Linked DNA regions of Oryctolagus cuniculus: region 1 is linked to region 2. The links are chromatin contacts, called in public Hi-C maps. All regions are on one chromosome and are shown on one strand. Each heading gives the region's core, a stretch centred on a gene start, on an enhancer-like site or on the middle of the called end of the contact. The rest is flanking DNA. Distances are from core to core; before and after follow the strand shown. Region 1 has its middle 110 kb from the start of COL1A2. Region 2 overlaps COL1A2 (collagen type I alpha 2 chain).

What was found. A called contact is a pair of places that touch in the nucleus more often than the background predicts.
Region 1: a Hi-C map of skin fibroblasts shows a contact between it and region 2, with 4 times the contacts expected there. The contact joins two enhancer-like sites. A contact is called at or near these places in 4 of 6 Hi-C or Micro-C datasets (ear pinna, psoas muscle, skin fibroblasts and 1 more).

Annotation. Positions count from the first base shown.
Region 1 is chr16:41,649,298-41,654,212 of mOryCun1.1, forward strand. No RefSeq gene overlaps it. Among named protein-coding and RNA genes, the nearest start is that of COL1A2, 110 kb to the left of the region's middle. Within about 2 kb of position 3,219, at least 2 of the 8 cell types and tissues checked have an H3K27ac peak or open chromatin away from gene starts, as enhancers often do. A contact at or near this core is called in ear pinna, where this site is marked.
Region 2 is chr16:41,511,248-41,515,687 of mOryCun1.1, forward strand. COL1A2 (collagen type I alpha 2 chain) reads right to left here. Exons shown (of 52, transcript NM_001195668.1): 40 at 3,944-4,105; 41 at 3,077-3,184; 42 at 2,311-2,418; 43 at 1,885-1,938; 44 at 1,691-1,798; 45 at 1,474-1,527; 46 at 1,019-1,126; 47 at 495-548; 48 at 256-363. Among named protein-coding and RNA genes, the nearest start is that of COL1A2, 30 kb to the right of the region's middle. Within about 2 kb of position 2,439, at least 2 of the 8 cell types and tissues checked have an H3K27ac peak or open chromatin away from gene starts, as enhancers often do. A contact at or near this core is called in ear pinna, where this site is marked.

The DNA.
Region 1 (4,915 bases), core at 1,969-4,468, 140 kb after region 2:
TGATGCCTCCCAGGATGCTCACTAGCAGGAAACCAGAATGGGAAGCGGAGCAAGGACTGGAACACTGGCCCTCCGATATGGGATGTGGATGTCCCAAGGGTGTCTTTACAGCTGTGCCAGACACCCACTGCAGTCCAGGGTCTGAGATATTCCTACTCTCAATGAGTTTTTAGGGAACAGGTGTGTGTGTGCTCAAGAACTCACTCCCTGTGTCCTTTGTTGCTGAGAGGACGACTAAGCCACTCAACTGCCCAGGGCTTTGAGGGACCCTTTTGCATCTGGAATTCTGGCTGTGTCCTGAATTGCCACCCAGGTGGGACTTGGCTGTGCTGCAGCCCTGGGGCTCTAGGTCTATAGCAGGCATATGCAGCTGCATCTGTAACTGCACCTTCGACGCAATGGCACACAGCTGGATTGGTGACTGTGCCCTGTGGCCACTCCTGGGAGCAGGGGTGAGGCTGTAACTCAGTGATCTGTGCAGTTAATGGGGGATGGAGGGCAGATCATTTTCCCCTGTTCTTGACAGGTTTTAGAGATGTATAAAGCAGTAACTCATATATTTAACATTTGTATTGGAGAAACTTTGATGTGTACCTCAATTTGCTAGCTATCACCTTTGAAACTCTCTGACATGCAGAAATTATCCGGTTGATTTATCATTGTCTTTTGAAGGTTGACTCATTCAGAAATGACATGACATTTGCATTTGAAATCAGTACTGTATTTATTTCATTGTTCTGAGCCTTTCCAAATAAATCTGTGTTTTTTGGATAGGATAATTGTGAGAAAAATAATAATGTAGCAACCAGTTAGGGATCTGTGGGTTATCCACAGTTCACCACCCTTTCATCTTCAATCTTCACAAACTCCTTTCAGCATAGCAAGGTGACCATTTCCCATCAATGGGAAAATGACTGTCCAGTACTGTGGCTGGAGCAAGGGTAGTAATAGTAACAGCAATAACTTCAGGAACACGCAAGGTCATTCTTCTGATGTTTTTCATCCTAGTATCTTTGATGAAGGAAAATAAAAAACTGATCTTAAGTAGAGGGAAATAAAAACCTTTTGTGTGAGGATGAATGTGTGGAGGGTAGGATGCACTGCAGCTGGTTGAAGTTTTTCAGTTTGTGATTCAGAATTAGCATAAGGACACATTCCACACTGTGGTTTTTAGAAGGTGCTATTCATAATATTCTTTTAAAATTTATTTATTTATTTGAAAATGGGGGAGGGAGGGAGAGAGGCAGGAGAAGAGAGAGGGTAGGGGGGAGAGATAGAGAGAGAGATAGAGGGAGAGAGAGAGAGAGAGAGAATCTTTCATCTTCTGTTTGATTAACTCCCCAAGTGTCCCCAATAACTAGGACTGGGCCAGGCTGAAGCAAAGAGCTAAAAACTCAGTCTGGGTCTCCCATATAAGTAGCAGAAGCCAAATACTCCTGCCTCTCAGGGTGTGCATTAGCAGGAAGCTAGAATCAGAAGCAGATCCAGGACGTGAACCAGGCACTCTAACAGGGGATATGGGCGTCCTAAGTGGCAACTTTACCATTGCACCAAATGCCTGCCCCTAGCAATATTCCTGACATTCCAGGCATTACATCCAAGTTTTTATTTTTTAATTTTACTTAAATTTGATGCCCCATTAGATTACTGTAGGTAGAATTTAGACTAGTATTGATTAAAAAGAGAAACATTTGAATTAAGAACTGGAATGCTGTTTAACAGTGCCAGTGGAAATTACAATTAATAAATGCAAAATACAGGGATGAAAGGTAGTCATATAGTGAACATTGTTGTCTACTGTTTATGACACTTTTTGAATCCTTATGTGAATTCAGTCAACTATTGATTCCAACTGCTTCTTGAGAAAATCTTATTTTTTTCTCCATTTTGGGATATGGTGGCAGGCTAAGTAAGGTTAAGAAGCTTGCCCCAAACCCAGAGCCAGCTAGTGGGAGGTGTCAGTGCACAGCCCAGCAGTTTGGCTTGGACGCCTCCATTCTGGATCACTGGGATGTCTTTTTGACATGTGTTGGTGCCCCAATGATGAAAGCTCAGCAGAGAGAAGAACTAGAAGTTGCAATTCTCTCCTAGCCAAGAAGGAGTGTCTAAGAGAACTGAAGACCTTGCTTTACAGATGAAGAAGATGTGGCCAAGACTGCTCAGAGGGTCTGCTGCAAGTTCCTTATTGCTTGCTAGTTATTAGCAGAGGTGAGAAAGGGAACGAAGTAGGTCCTGATGAGAGTCAATGATTGAACTGATACTTATTGTCTCGGGCACATTTTCTATACACAAAAGATACAGAGCAAAGATATCAGGACTACTCCATTTCATAGTTTTGTTTTGAAAATGTATTTATTTATTTCCTGAAAGAGAGACAGACACAGATAGATCTTCCATTCACTAGTTCACTCCCCAAATGCTCACTACATCCAGGGATGAGCCAGGTAGAAGCCAAGAACCAGGAATTCAATCTGAGTCTCCCACATGGGAAGCAGGGACACAACTTCTTGAGTTACCACCTACCTGCTGCCTCCCAGGTGGGCATTAGTAGGAAGCTAGGATTGGAAGCAGAGCCAGGGCTGTAACCTAGGCATTGCCATGTGGGATGTGGGCATCCCAAGCAGTGTCTTGACTGCTGTTCTGAACATTTGTCCCCCTACCCCGTTTTACAGGTGAACTTCCTGACTCCATACTCTTGAATAACATGTGCAATTCACGAGTACTGGAGCCCAGCATGGCTCCAAACCTGACTCCCTTCACGGTGGGTAGAGTGAGTATGAGCGTGGGCAGGAAGGGCGTGCAGACTCCTGATTAGTGAGCAACTCTGCAGCAAGGCAGGTTGGAGCAAAGCAGCCAGTCAGATCACCAGATTGTCTGGAACCAGAGACCCATTTTTCTGGAAGAACCCAGACAGTCCACAAGAACCTCACCTTTTCCTTTATGCTGATTTTTTTTAGACATTCACTCAGTAATAAGCATCGGGTTCAAAGTCCCTTGGTCGCAGGTTGAGGAGTCAATGGTGCTAAGGGGCCTCTAACCCCCTGATACCTGCAGAGGCTGTGGCTAAACACCAGAGCTGGGGACAAGCACGCCACCCCCAGAATTAAAAAGAAAAGTGAATCATTTAGGTGTGTGAAGACTTACTTTATTCTGAAAGACTAGATCAGCTGCACCTCCTCCATACAGTACCTAAAGGGAGTTTGCACAAGGTGGCCCATCTAAGGTGGGATAATTGAAGAAGGGCCTCATCTCCAGAGGAAATTTATAAAAGCTGCCCCTCTGAAGTCTTCCCCAAGAAATTAGACAAAGAAGCACATCAGCTTGGAGCAGCCTTGTGTTGGGGTGCCTGAGTGGTGGGCTGCAGCCCTGTTTCCCAGAGTCCTGGTTCCTTAAACTTTGAAGAGCCATATGAAGTCTGAAATACTCCTGCTTTCTAACTCTGTAAGAGGGATGGTGGTGGTGGGATTTTAGAGGGTGGGGTGGTTTTTGCCCTGTGAGAATTACTGTGGAGCCTGTGGAGGCAGCCAAGGGATATCCTACTGCTCTGGCTTTTCTGAGCCCACAGCTCACCCACCTTACTTTCAGAGCTAACGTGGCAGAGGCGGGCCGGGAGGTGGTTACTGGCTCTGGGCCCTGAAACACTGAGTAATTCCTAGGATGGCTGAGACTAAAGGCACCATTCCAGACACTTCCACGTTGTCTAAAAGTATAAAAAAAAAAAAGAAAGAAAAGAAAAAAAAAAAACTCCTCCTTTCTCTAGCTGTAACTGTTGGAGGCAGAGCCCTTGGCTTTGAAACAAGACCCATTCCTTTATGGAAAGACGTTGCTGGAAAGTTCCACCACAGATGAAAGCCAGAGTTCTTTTTTTTTTTTCCCCGGGGAGGGAAGGACCAATGCAGGGCTGAGGGGTGCAGGGCATGGCTGAAGGGGGCTGCACTGCCTTCCCTGACATTTTTGCATCTGTGTGATCGCTCTTGGCTGATAAGGCAAGGCTCTGACCTTGCCCTCAGATCTTCCACAGTGAAACTGTTGGCCATTTACATGGTGCCCTTCCTGCCGTGGACTTACCTAGGAGCCAAAAAGCGTGGACGTCATGATTTCAGAAGCAACAATTCAAGATGTATTGCACATCAGATCCTATCGACAGCAGCCCCTCATGGCCCACACAAATAGTTCATTGCAGCTGTGTCCTGGCTGAGTGTTTGTTTATTGGACAAGAGAAAGGTAGAGTCAAGAAGCAGGAGAATCACGTCAGGACGATATTGGAGTCAAGTAGATTGACTGCCTGGAGTGACATCCCTGGCTGGAGCTGCTGGGTCAGAGACCTTGGAACATCTGAGGCATGGACGTGGAGCCCCTGTATCGATTTTAAATTCAATTCCAGGTTTTAGTGCAATTAAAAGTTACTGCAAGGTTTTGAAAAGAGAAATGGCATGATCAAATTATTAGAGCAGTATGATTTTTATTTTAATTAGGATAGACTCCAGGGACCAGGGAGATGAGAGGATTGGCAAGCGAGGTAATTCACCAATGAAATAAGCTCAGGAGCCAGGAAGGGCCTTCTGAAATCGACAAATTAAAGCTGCAGTGTTGTCTGACATTATAGACAAGCGCTTGTTTTTTCTTCTTCATTAATTTTATCTGATTCAGTTACCTTGTTATTTCTGACAGACTTGGATCACCAGCTTGATTAATGACTTCTTTTCTGTTTATAAACACCAAAATGATAGCATTTCATAAATATATGTCTTCGTATAAGGTCATGGTTTAGGCAAAGTGGAGAAGCTGAATTATTTCTCTATCCTACTTCGAAAAGAAAGAATTCTTTTTTTTTTTTTTTTTTTTTTTTTTTTACTTTCTCATCATCAGCCCTAGTCCTTTCAGGGGATTTTAGCTTGAAATCTGAATGTGCTTA
Region 2 (4,440 bases), core at 1,189-3,688:
TCACAGCGAGAGACCTCAACGGTAGCAGGTTTCCAGTTGAACTTCATACAAAGCATGTTCTAGTAAGCAAGAATGGATCAAGTTCATATGAATAAGTGACTTGCCCTCAGAACAACTGCAAGGATGAGCTGCACACAGCTGTCATACAGTTTAGAAAATATACTTTAGCGTGGCTACTTGGGTGTAGCATCACAGTCATCTTGGTGTGACCTTAGGTCAGTGAAGCTCTTCATAATTTCCCCAAGTGATACTTACAGCAGGACCTTGGCTACCCTGAGAACCTCGAAGGCCAGCAGGTCCAACTGTGCCGGGATGTCCAGAGCGGCCGTCTTTGCCAGCAGGGCCGGTAGGACCAGCAGGGCCCTAAGGAGGAAAGACACCAAGAACATCTATTGAGCCATCAAAACCCCACAGGAAACCCCCACCAGGAGCCTGGGGCTCAATGCGTGGGTAGCCCTCATTTCAGAGAGGAGCCATCTCTTGCTTTCACCTACCCTGGGGCCAGCGGGACCCACAGCGCCGGGAGCACCTTGATCACCATGTTGACCCTTTAAGGAGAGAACAGGAAATTACACTTTCAGAACACGTGTCAACAGATTTTTTTTTTTTCAAATTGAGTGGAAAACTTTAGTTCCAATGGTCTCCAAATTGATAAAATTGAAAATGTAAAGTGGAGCTCTTTTCTCCCATTATGTCTATTATATTCGATGATTTTTTTTCACAAGCCATTTCAGCAGTGCAGTATTAGTCATTCCCCTAATTATGTTTATTTTCAGTGGGGTTGAAGGACAGTGCTGCCAGGGGATTTTAATGTAAGTGTAGTTCTATCTCCCTTAACCCTCACCTTTCCACGCTGGAATGATAAAGCCTCATCTCCGCGAGAGAGGGAGTTAGCCAGAGAACGGGATATGGCTGTGATGCGGGACGTGTTAGAACAATAACAGTGCACACATGAAGATGCTCAGGGCTGGGGGCCGTTATGGGTAGCACGCAGGTATGCTGGCCACGTTCTACTTACAGCGAGACCGGGAAGACCTTGCAATCCGTTGTGTCCCTTTATGCCAGGAAGACCTCTGGGCCCCTTGTCACCAGGCTCTCCCTTGTCACCCCGGATGCCTTGTGGACCCTGTGAAGAAATTTAAGAGTGGCATTCGTTTCTCCACAAATGCTGCTTAATCCACTCAGAAAGGCAACTGAAGACATGCAAAGGTCTAGACAGGCTCCCATCTCTTCTAGTGCTCTGCATTAGTTGGGCAGATCCTGATGATTGTTAGATCCAGGTTAGTTAGATCCTGATGACTATTTACAATAAGTGAACAGACAAGGCTTAAAATAGATCAAGTTATTTGTATCAGTTCTCAACAAGGAATACAAGTTTTTGAAAACATGAAGCCTGGGCTATGTTTTAGTTATTTTCTTGAATGGATCCTCCCAACATGTTAGTTTGTAAAGAAGCCTTCACCATGTACGTACACTAGGGCCTCTTGGACCAGCAGCACCGACGGGACCAATAGAACCAGCAGGGCCCTGTGAAGTGGGAGAAAAAAAAAAAAAAACAAACAGAACTCGTCAGCCAAGACCAAGCCCCCCCTTCTGACACCTCCACTGTCGCCAGGTGTGGGAAAGTCAGGGTGAAGCGGGTGAAGCCCAGGAGGAAGGCAGCATTAAAGAGCTGACTTTAAAAACTTACAGGTTCACCACGGTTTCCATGTTTGCCAGTGGGGCCCACGGAGCCTTGAGGACCAGGTGCTCCTGCAGCACCAACAGGACCAGCATTGCCAGGGTAACCACGTTCTCCCTACCACAGGCAAAATGAAATTTAGCATCACTTTGGCCTCTACTTAGTGACTTTTAAATCACAGGAAGGCGAGGAAATGCACTGACCTTGTGTCCAGGCTGACCATCGCGACCTGGAGGACCATCGCTCCCAGGGTTGCCCTGTGACGACACCACGCAGATTAAAGCCCTTGGTGAGATACTGCTGCCCCTTTGCCCTTGGGTTTTGGCTACTCTGTCTTCTTCACTCCCAGTGCTCGATTGTGAGCCCCTTTCCAGACGGTTAAAAAGCAGGGACGAAAACCTATTAGCTTACATTTTATTTTAAAGGTGTTTTTAATATCTGGGTCCAACACCAAACTAGTTAAAGGTTCATTCTTCTACTGAAATCATCTTTCAATGCCAGAAGTGGTCATGACATGTACTTGTGGGGAAACAGACACTCTTGGAACAAGAGAATCTCAGCCCAACACCCGAAATTACATACAATAAACCCTGCTCAATTTTACGATGTAAACAAAATGCTGGACTCACATCACGACCGGCTTCACCAGGAGCACCGTTGACTCCAGGACTGCCCACAGCACCAGGGGGACCACGGGCCCCAGGAGGGCCTGCGATGCCAAGAGGACCAGGTTCACCCTAACAAAGCAGAGGAAATAAAAAGATTACTCTAGTTGGACAGAATGCCAACCTCACCCTCCAAAAACAACCTGAGGCGGGAGATTGCAGTGTGAGGAGAAGAGGTGAAGTGAATACGAATGGTTCAGAAAATGGTAAGCAGTGTCATTCGTGTCACCCTACACAGAGGGTCGGCTAGGTATTGTTAATGCAGTGTTGCTCTGCTCAAGGCAAGCATGGTTTTCATCCAACATTCCACATGAAACGAATTCATGAGGTTGATAGAGTTTATGGAAATGAGATGGGTCCTGGCTGCTGTCACGTACAAGGTTTAATGGAATGATTCAGAACTTTCCAGTTTCATTCTTCCTCCAGGAGAAATGATGCCAGCATTTCATATTGCAGAGCAGTCAATGCAATTAGAGCTTATATCGTTCTTAAGCGTGTAGAAAGAACAAAATCATTCTGCATAGTGTTAAGCTGCGTCTTTAGAGTGTGTGTCTAAGGAAGGTGCTATTAAAGCATCTGAGATAAGTGACATGCGATCTGTATAAAGAAAATGCCAGGAGTAAGAAATCTTAAGTGGAGTCATTCAGTGATCAATCTGTCACATTTGAAGTGGCAGCTTTTAAAACCTTTTATTATGCTAATGAGAATCAGAATGGCGTCAAACACTCACCAAAGCACCAGCAACACCTGGGAGACCACGTTCACCTCTGGAGCCGGGAAGGCCCAGAATGCCAGGAGCACCAAGAAGACCCTGAGGACCTGGGGTGCCAGGAGGTCCCTAAACAAGAGGAAAAACACGGTATAATCCAGGTAGGACCCCCAGGTGAGAGCCCAGCTGGGCTTGCGCACTGGGGGAACTAGCTGTCCTCGGTGTAGAGTCGGCTAGTGAGCTCTTGGGTATCTTTTCCGTCGCGATGGGAATGAGCTCACATTCGAGCATGTGGATATCTGTATGTATTTGTACCTTCCTCCTCCTCAAGACCCACGGTGTAACATTTTAAATATGTGGCTGAGATCAGTGAAGCCACGCGGGGATGGTGGAATAGAGTTTTTACTGAGTTTATGTAAGGAAGCAAATTTTGCCCTTTGCCTCTAAAGTCTAGTAGAGGAAGCTTTCAGAGTAGCCGTAATACCAGAAAATGCCTACTTAATGAATGGGTACCTTACTAGGATCGATGAATTCACAGTAGGCAAAGGCATTCTGCTCTAATCCTGGTACCAGTCAGGCGGCCCCTCCCTCGGCAGCACACTTAGAAGGCCGTGAGGATGAAACCTTGAGTTCCTCATTTACTGCCGTCCCTATCACAGGCTAACTGAGCACCTGCTGCAGCCACGGCACCTCAGTGTGCACAAATCTGGCTCAGCCGAGCTACACTTGAGAGTCTGCAAATGCCACCTGGAGATTTGTGTAGGGGGTTTATTTTAACTTAATAAAAATATTCAATAATATAAATAAATAAATATCACTTGGAGACTTGCGTAGGGGTGTTGTTTTAATAAAATAATTTTTTTAAAAAAAGAGTTTGAAATCACTTACAGCAGTACCAGCCTCTCCAGAGGGACCTTTCTCTCCAGGAAAGCCAGGGGGGCCAGATGCACCTGTTTCTCCAGTTCGGCCAACTGGACCTTGGTCACCACGAGGACCACGAAGCCCTTCTTTACCGGCAGCACCAGGGGGACCAGGAGGACCAGTAATACCCTGTGAGCAAATGTACAAGGTCACTTACATTCTGTAAATCAGGGGTTCTAGATATTAAGATGCCAACAGTGTGATTCAACAAAACAACAGCCCAGCCATTTTGGGGAAAGGATTAGACTGTTAAATATTCTTTCTTGTAGAAAGTAGAAACTCCAATCTTACTTCCCCGACACTGTCAGCAAAGAAAAAATAATCGAGGCAGACTCTACAAAAAATTTCTGTAAGGAAAAGCAATGCCCTGCCACGGGTACCCTAGAATGTTGGAATGAGAACGTGAAGAGTTATGACTTAGTTGTAAATGAATGGGACTTTGGGTTTTGGAGCATCCTGCCCCT